2 separate regions of the Mus musculus genome follow, and region 2 is linked to region 1. Evidence: chromatin contacts called from public Hi-C data. All regions are on one chromosome and are shown on one strand. The core of a region is the stretch at or near the end of the contact, and the rest is flanking DNA. Distances in the headings are between cores, read along the strand shown.

Region 1 (4,792 bases), core at 1,546-4,045:
CACCAGTACAAGTCTGGTGCCCACAGAGGACAAATAGGGAGTCTGAATCCCATGGAGCTGAAGTTACAGAAGGTTGCAGGACAATGTCGGTGCCAGAAATTGAACCCAGGTCCTCTGAAAGAGCAGCCAGCATTCTCAACTGCTGATCCTCCAGCCCTCCGAAACTCATTCTGATAAAACAAACTGTGAAGTCTAAAAAACATCTACAATGTAGTCAGGTGTGACGGCACACAACTTTAGGTTTTTTTTGTTTGTTTGTCAAGACAGGGTTTCTCTGTGTAGCCCTGGCTATCCTGGAACTCACTCTGTCCATCAGGCTGGCCTTGAACTCAGAAATCCGCCTGCCTCTGCCTCCCAAGTGCTGGGATTAAAGGCGTGGGCCACCAGCCCGGCTGGCTACACCTTTAGTACCAGCAGAAGCTGGCACATCTCTGTGTGTTTGAGGCCAGCCTGGTCTACATAGAGAATTCTAGACTGGCCAGGGCTACATAGACTCTATCTCAAAAACAAAAGAGACCAAAACACATCTCCATATTTCTACACACTAGGTGTAGACAGGGCTATGGAGAGACAGCAGGTCTAGTTAGGGACTCCTGGGGGTAGGGGTGCACGAGGGAGGTTATGGGTAACTTCCTGTGGATAACTGTGGTGTGGGGAAGAGAGCGGTAAACAGCAAGTCAAGGACCGCCTCCCCAGAGAGCTTGTCTGGCTGGACTGGAAGCCTGGGAACCTGGTCTAACAGTGGCTTCTGCCTAGTGTGAGAAACGCTGGAACAGGGGCTGCTTTAGGAAGAGCTTGCCTGTGCCACAAACACGAATGTAAGGGGAGTCCCTGGAGCCCCTTGACATTCTGCCAAGGAGCCTAAGCTTACACTGCTCTACAAATCTGTAGTGAGTGGGATATAGGAAGTGTCTATCCCCAGAAGTTCACTAGAGAGCATCTGGGAAAATATAAAATGCATGAGATGGAGGGAAACCCATGGCCCTGCTAACGCGGCTGCTCTCAGCTTTTTCACCGACTTCTGGTTCGCCATCTGAGATAGGGTCTCTAGCATCAGGCTGGCCTCAGACTCATCCAGCACATACGGTGCCAACGGTGACCTTAAGCTTCTGGTCCTGTCTACTCCCTAATCCACCACACTCAGTTTATGTGCTGCTGAGGACCAGGCCACAGACTTCCTGCATGCTGCACAGGAGCTGCATCACCACCCCATTTTAAAAAGTGAAATTGAGCTTTTATGATCAGAATCTAGTTCTCACACCGAATGTTACGTATCGTGTCAGATAGGTCTCATTCTCTCAGAGAGGAGTGGAGCACCCTGCCAGGGACCTCCTGTGTTTTCACACTGATCTTGATGATGGCAGTAGGGACAGGTTCTCCGTGGTGATCCTCTCCGCAAAGGCCAAGGGCTCCCCACCAGTCTCTCGAGGTCACCTGTGTGAGGTTGGAGGCCCTGTGCATTTAGTACAAGTGGCAATAGCCACAGCACAGGGCAGGCTCCTCCCACACCGGCTCTAGTGCACTCTCTGCTGTCTTCTTTAACCGATTTCGTGGACAGAAAAACAGAGATTCTGGGAGGCCAAACACCTGCCCAATGTCACGTTTTATCAAGTAAGACATCAGCCCACTCCTAGCTAAGCTTAGGCTTCACTGCTCTATTGAGTTTGCCCTCCTCCTGCCTGAGGTCCCATGCACAGGAGGTGCCGGATACTTGTGGTGTTTAAGAGACTATTGCAAGTATTCAGGGTCCCCACTCCTAGGTTCCCATTGTTTAGGTCGCCTCAGGGCCAGCAGACACTAACACCTGCCCTAGGCCAGCAGCCACCAAGCCAGCTAGCTCTCCTGGTGAGGCCTGGATTCTTGGGCCAGGATGAGTGCCTACCTCACAGGAAGGCCCCAGCCCCCTAATGACCAGCTGGCTCTGTACACCACCCACACTCCTGGGAGAGAGGGGCACAGGCGTGCGGTGGGGAGGGCTGGCTGAATCACACAGCTGACTTTCAGCAGGGAACTATTTTTCCTGGCTCCAAGGCCTCATCCAAGGTAGCCAAAGACTGGAGAAGGGGACAGGAAAGATTTAGGACCTAAGGGAATGAGATACCCTGTCTCACTCCTGGGAGGTGTGAGACAGGTGACTGGTTGTGACAGACAGACAGACAACTAGGATCAAGTCAGTTTCTGGCTGTGACTTCCATTTCACAGTACTTTTTAACTTTGATTTCTGGTGGAAAGTTGAGCCTGTCAGTTCATGAAATATATCCAGCCTCCTATCGAAAGACGAGCTCAGCTGTGCTGCCCAGCAAAGTAGTGGTCAGGGCCCAAGACGCAGAGGAAGCAGCCCAGGCTCTGAGCAGTAAGACCTGGTAGCTCCCTTGGAAAGGAGACGCTCCTATCCATTCACGGTATCCACCTGCTCCCATCCCATCTCAAAGCACATTCTGGGTGCTATGTAGCCCTTAGCTGGGCTCTGTGAGGGTAATGAACATCCAAAGTGTACCCCACCTCAGGCCAGGTGTGGGCTGATCCCAGAGGAGGCCTGGGCCTGAGAGTGGCTTGTGTAGAGGACAACCCTAACAGCAGGGGTATTACAGGCGCAGTTTGAACTGGCATGGTCTGCTCCCCTCCCCCTCCTGAGCCAGACCAGATGCTTCTCTAGCACACAGTCCACAGCACACAGTGAGTAAGAAACAGAGGCACTCTCACAAAGAGAAGGGTGGGAGTGGGCAGGGATGGGTGTGGATCTGGGTGTGGTAAACCAGCAGTTTCAGGTGGATGTGGCTTGGGTAGAGCCAGCAGGGTGGCCCCTCCCACTTCCTGCCTCAGGGAGGGACTGGAGCTACAGGGAGTGGTGAGGTGCTGTACCCTCCAGCAGCCCAGGGGGCAAGAGAAGTAAGCACCCACACTGGGAGCAGCTCTCCATGCAGAGGCTGGGAACCGGCCCAGTCCAGACTCCACTGTGCTGCCCATGGCGTTCTCGGCTAGCTTTGAGATATGATGAGATAACTACCATAAATGTAACCATTGTGTAACTCCTGTGTCTGGCCAGTGCTGTGAGGTAGAGCTGTGGCTCAGATGTCCCCACTAGCTACTGCACAGCCTTTTTGTCTTACACAACAGAAACTTTGTCATTAAGTGCCTGCCCATCTCCATGGACCCCATGGTTCTAAGTCTCTCTGGGATCATACAGCACTGCCCTGCTTAAGAGGACACTGGAGTAACAGGCGGTTGTAAGTCACTTCATATGGGAACCAAATGAAGGCGCAAGAGCCTTAGCCACTAGGCCATTTCCATCTTTCTTTTCTTTTTTTTTCCTTTTTTCTTTTTCTTTCTTTTCGGTTTTTCAAGACAGGGTTTCTCTGTATAGCCCTGGGTGTCCTGGAACTCACTCTGTAGACCAGGCTGGCCTGGAACTCAGAAACCCACCTGCTTCTGCCTCACAAGTGCTGGGATTAAAGGTGTGTGCCACCACCGCCGGGCCTTTCTTTTCTTTTTGAGACATGGTTTCACTATATAGTTCAGATTGACCTTAACTCAGCAATCCTCCTGCTTCAGTTTCCTAAATGCTGGGACTGTAGGTATGCAGCACACACTCTGCTTCTTCCCTAAGGTTCAATATTACCCGCCATGCCCATTTTACACACGGGCATACATGCTCAAGACAGACTACACACCCAGGCACAGTGCAGCCCAGCCAATCCACACCCGGGCCATTCCAATGAGGAGACCTACCTGGCAGCTGTCCTGGACGTGCCTGAGTGAGAAGGGAGAGCAGTGGAAGGATGAGAGAGGTGCATGAGAGGAGGACCTTTCTCTGCAGGCTGTCTAGCTTCTCTGTCTGGAAGGAGTACAGACTCCAGGGAATGTGCCAGGGAGTGTAAAATATGGGTAAAGGATCTGAAAGGCAAGTGACAGAACCCAGTCTTCTGCCCCTCCCCAGACCATTCAACAAGACTGCAGTGGGAAAAATACTACCTCAGTTTCCTAACACAGTCAGGCTACCATGAAAATATGGTGGGACTAAGGCCCTGAGCTCTGCAGAGGAGCAATAGACTGGGGCCAGGCTGGCTCTGCTGCTCTCTAGGAGAGTGAGCTAGGCAGATGGCTTTCCCTTTCTGAGCCCTGACTCCTTCCTGACATAGTGCCACGTTTTAGGCCAGAGCCTGGGGCTGGGGGTGAGGGGAAGGGGAACGAATAGACACCCCACCCAGTGTAGTAAGCTCTCCAGCACTTGCTACTGAAAAGAAAAGTCTGTGGGCGCAGTCACAGAGGAGATGAACAGAGTAAGAGACTAGGGTGAGAGAGAGACAGGGTCCAGCACATAGGAGATGGGCAAGTGGCCAGTGGAATGGGAAGGAATGGGCACTGTCAAGGAAAAGCTGGCCCAGAGCACGGAAGGATATGAAAGTGTGCTCCTCTGTACCAACCGCAGCGAGGCTCTCCATGGAAAAGAGGAGGCAGAGAACTAAAATGGAAGCTTAGGTTTCTAATCAATATACACTTTCTTCTTGGTTAGAAAACTATATGGAGGGCCTGGAAAGATGGCTCAGCAGTTAAGAGAACTGGCTACTCTTTGAGAGGACCTGGGTTCAATTCCCAGCACCCACAGGGCAGCTCACAGATGACTGTAACTCCAGTTTCAGGGGATCTGACAACCTCATACAGACATACATGTAGTCAAAACACCAGTGCACATATAATAAAAATAAATAAATCTTAAAAACAAACAAAATTTTTTATGGAGCCCATGGTCATGGCTCAAAGGGCAAGTATTTGGCCAAGCCCTGGGTTCCAT
Region 2 (4,420 bases), core at 488-2,987, 1.8 Mb before region 1:
GTCACAAACTATCCTTTATCTAGAAGCTAATGGCTTGGTAGGGGTGGAGCTAAGGGCCTGAGGCTACTTAGATTCTGGCTCTCTACTCCTTTTGACCCCCAGATGGTCTCAGCAGGGATACCTGCTAGATTGGGGTGGTGGGCAGGCCTTTTCAGTCTTCCTCTCTGGGTATTTTTTTCCTCTGTGAGACATACATAAGAACTTTCTGACTCAATGTCTGATGAATGTAAATTTCTTACATACTTGGGACCAACTAGCTGACAACCCTCTCACCATGCTGAAGATACAAACATGATCAATACAGGGTTGGGGTTTGGGGGTTGGGAGACACCAACTTTTCCCACCCTCCAAACCTTCCCAAGTCTTGGAGCTTCCCAAAACTTCCATGCTTTCCACCCAACCACCAACTCCGGCAGCTAGGATCCCCAGGGCAGTGCCCCAAGTCTCCTGAACTGGAAAGCTGCTGGCATCCAGAAGTCAAAGGGCAATAGGAACACCCCCAACCCCAGGACCCGAGAAAGACAGAACTACACTACCCAGAATTCCTAGGGTTAGAAAAAAAGGAAATGTCGTTTATGCAAGAAGAGGCTCAACTCCCCCAGCAGCTGCAGAGAGGTGGGAAAGAAGAGAGAGAGAGAGAGAGAGAGAGAGAGAGGGGGGGGAGAGTGTGCTGAGTGCCAGAGCTAGGGAGGAGAGCCGGGCGGGCTGGAGGAGGAGGCGGTGCCTACCCGCCTGCACGCTACCGCCTGCGGACCTGCATCCCACGGGGCGCACGGGCGAGCGCAGGTCCTGCGTGCGCCGGTGCGCGTTGTCGCGCGGCTGCGGACGAACACAGGGGCCAGACAGGCGCAGGGACCGAGTTTCTGCAAAGTTTGACCTGGTTGCCTTTCCGATGCTGCAGCAGAGCGAGGCGGCGCGGGGCGCGCCAGGCGGCTGCGGCGCGGCGGCGGGGCAGAGCGGTGACAGCACGCTCATAATGATCATAAAATAAGGAGGCGCTCGGGGTGGGGGCGAGAGAGCCCCGAGCCTCAGCCCTCCGCCCCCGGCCATCCCCACAGCAGCCCGGAGCCAGGAGGGGCTTGGGGATCCGAGGCGCCCACGCCATCCCCGGACCCTAGTAGATAAGAGCCAGGGGACACTGCCCAGGGGAGGGGGCGCCCCGAAAACGTGCGGGCAGAGAGGTTAGGGAAGACCGGAGGGCGGTGACCCAGGCACCTGGAGCGGCCCTAGGGGCAGGTGAGTTCGTGACGCCCCCTGGGTGGGAACCTGACTGCCAAAGTTCCTCGGCGGAGGCGCGCGCTCGGGACGCGCTGGGCTCAGCTAAGGCTCAAGCTTGGTTAGGGGAAACCGAGGCACGCGGTGGGGCGGGGGGGGGGGGCAACACGCCTTCTTGGTGTCCAGCCACCTCTGCCGGCAAAGGGCAGAATGCCTTAAAAGACCGGCCTGGGCTTGGCACTGAGGCCCCGGGGATCGAGACACTGGAGCGAGAAGGGGCGTTTCACGCTGGTGGCGTGGTACTGATGCGCAGTACCCGAGCCGGGAGGTCCTAGTGACCCACTGCGGTGGCAGTCTGAACGACCCCTCACCCCTCCCTCGAGCTAAACCGGTGTCAGCGGAGATGTCACGGGAGGCGATTATTCGCTGGTGCGCGCAGTCGTGCGGCCGCCACTGACGGGGCGGGCGGAGGGGGGCGCCACCTCCGGGGAGACCGCCCAGAGCTGCGCCGTCAGCTCCACAGCCCGTGCCCGGCGCACAGGCATCGCCGCGCCCTCGAGTCCCCCGCAGTAAAGTTCGGCTCAACTTTGCCGCCCTGTGCCTTCCACCTCTCTGCAGGTCCTCGGCGGCCGAGGCGAAGCAGGCGGCGGCGGATATCCGAGTGCAGTCCCGGAGCCCTGCGCGGCAGTCAGCGGCTACAGCGACAGTGGCAGAGGAACGCGCGAGTGGGCGCCGGAGGGGACCTGGCGAGCACCTAACCCGGAGCGCACCTCTCGGAAGGGCGGGTGGATACGGGCCTCACAGGACGTCGGACCTCTGCCGCTTGAATCGGAGCTCACGCTGCAATTGATTGGGCCCCGCCGGGCGGGCGCGTGTGTTCCAGGGAGCCGGTGCGGAAGGCAGAAGGGCAGGAAGTCGGCGTTCTGCAGCGAGGGTGGCGCGACCGCGCGGGGACCGAGCCTTCCTTATTTATGTGCCTGGCAGAGCCCGTCTGCTTCCTGCGAAGACTTCAGGGAGAGTGTCCGAGCTGCCATCCCCAAGTGTGAGGACGCAGCGCTGGATGTCAGAAAAACATGCTTCTCCATTAAACTCCAAACTTTTCTTTTTTTAAACCCAAAGAATATCGGTGGCTTTTGCCCACTGCTAGAAGAGGGAGCCCAGGGCTCTTGAGATGCAACAGAACCCATATTTATAACAGGACCCGGCAGTGCTATGCAAACCTCCTCTACTCCTTAAGTTCTCTAGCCTATGGATCTCGATTTTGAGTTTTGAGATTAGATTGAGCGCTCTGCACTGGGTCCTGCAACCTCCATCCTTTCAATGCCCTGTTATTTTTGGGACTGCTGGCCTTCCCTGGAGATTAGAGCGGTCCTGTGTGCCATGGGCTGTATTCAGAGCATCGGAGGCAAAGCCAGAGTCTTCCGGGAAGGGATTACCGTGATTGATGTGAAAGCCTCCATCGACCCCATCCCCACCAGCATCGACGAGTCCTCCAGCGTGGTATTGCGCTATCGGACACCCCACTTCCGGGCCTCAGCCCAAGTGGTCATGCCGCCCATTCCCAAGAAGGAGACCTGGATCGTTGGTTGGATTCAGGCGTGCAGCCATATGGAGTTTTACAACCAGTACGGGGAGCAGGGCATGTGAGTACTCCTGGGGACAGGCTGGGGGCCTTGAAGGCTCGGGGAGGCTGGAGCAGGGCTGCAGGGGTCTTTAGGCAGGGGTGGAACTGTCTCCAAGCCTTCTTGGGTCAGGCAACTCTGGGGAGCCTTTATGTTGATTAGGGTCCTAGCTCAGCTAGACCTGCCCTGCCATTATCCCTGGTGCCCAGGGTTGTTCTGTCCTCCCTGGCAAGATGCTGAGAGAACAAGAACCTGTGCCCCTTTGGTAAAGCAAGTGTCAGGGCCATCTGGGGTCACCAGAGAAGTCATCACTCTGCCCCCCAGGCTCAGGCCTCCATGAACCCATTAGCTGATGGGAGTGGTTGGAAGCCTCAAAACAGCTTCCAGACTTCTTTGCACAGGACTTTGCCGTGGGGTCTGAACTTGTCTGAGTTGTGTGTGGAGGCTCAGATGCACAGAAGAGCTTCGGAGGCCAGCTTTACCATTGTCAGTGGTGGTGGGCCGTGGCAGTGTGTGTTTGAAAGGGACTTCAGAAACCCAGTTTGCTCTGCAGTGTGCAGCTTTGCTCCCACTGGAGGTCAAGGGTCAGCATCCAGTGTCCCTCCGGTGGGGCCCTGACTAGGAGCGGCTAGAGGGACACATTGGTTTCATCTCTGTGGTTTGGTCTCTTAGAATGAGATAGATCTACATGGGACCCTGGAGCCCTTGGGTCTTGTTCTGCATGCTCTCTGGCCCCAAAGAAGGCCATTCCTCCCTGTGGAAGGCAAGCTCGTGGGGACTGTGGTGAAAGCAGCTGCTGAGACCCAGTGGTTGGTGGGGGTGTGGGGACACCACACACACACACACAGTCCCTGGCTTGACCCCTGTGGTGGCTCACCGACACTGTCTCTCGAAGTCTTTGGTGTCCACTCTACGTGGCCTCGCTTCTCAGCTTTAAGAGAGAGGTCTCTGGAGAGTTGGCGCTTATGTTTGGAGAAGTCCACAGGGCTAAGGGTAGCTAGTCACGTCAGCAAATGTGCCTTCTCCGTTTAGCGACTCTTAAGCTCTGCAGGAAACAGGAAGATGGGATAAGGCTTAAAACTAGGTTGTCACCCCAATGGCCTAAAACCACTGGGGCACACAGGGTCATTGGGCTCCCTGCAGCCCCACCCCTGCCTCTGAGCTCTTCCTCTTTTTTTTTTTAAGATTTATTTATTATATGTAAGTACACTGTAGCTGTCCTCAGACACTCCAGAAGAGGGCATCAGATTTCGTTACGGAAGGCTGTGAGCCACCACGTGGTTGCTGGGATTTGAACTCGGAACCTTCGGAAGAGCAATCGGTGCTCTTAACCACTGAGCCATCTCGCCAGCCCTGCTCTTCCTCTTTTTAAGCCTGGATACGCAGCTGTCCCGAGATGGTGGCAAGACTCAGGAATTCAGGGAGGTCTTTCACAAGCCAGATTCTCCTCACACCTCTTCCCAAATTTGCAAAGCATCCAGATGGTTGAGAAACACTAGGTGAACCTGATGGCTTCCCTGATGGCTTTGAGCAGCTCCCAGGGTATCAAGAGCCTGGAGTGACTTCACTCCACTCTTACCCAC

Evidence for each region. A called contact is a pair of places that touch in the nucleus more often than the background predicts.
Region 2: a contact with region 1 is called in a Hi-C map of CD8 T cells, with 3 times the contacts expected there. The contact joins the promoter of Fam78a here to the enhancer-like site in region 1. A contact is called at or near these places in 1 of 484 Hi-C or Micro-C datasets (CD8 T cells) and 1 of 115 datasets of contacts at active chromatin or transcription factors (embryonic stem cells).

What each region holds. Positions count from the first base shown.
Region 1 is chr2:30,249,879-30,254,670 of GRCm38.p6, reverse strand. The region is part of intron 2 of Lrrc8a (leucine rich repeat containing 8A VRAC subunit A); the gene reads right to left. Among named protein-coding and RNA genes, the nearest start is that of Lrrc8a, 15 kb to the right of the region's middle. Within about 2 kb of position 2,795, at least 219 of the 459 cell types and tissues checked have an H3K27ac peak or open chromatin away from gene starts, as enhancers often do. A contact at or near this core is called in CD8 T cells and embryonic stem cells, where this site is marked.
Region 2 is chr2:32,081,022-32,085,441 of GRCm38.p6, reverse strand. It overlaps Fam78a (family with sequence similarity 78, member A), which reads left to right and starts at 1,737. Exons shown (of 2, transcript NM_175511.4): 1 at 1,737-2,858. The coding sequence starts at 2,536. Gm33126 (a long non-coding RNA gene) reads right to left here and starts at 173. Exons shown (of 3, transcript XR_374254.3): 1 at 1-173.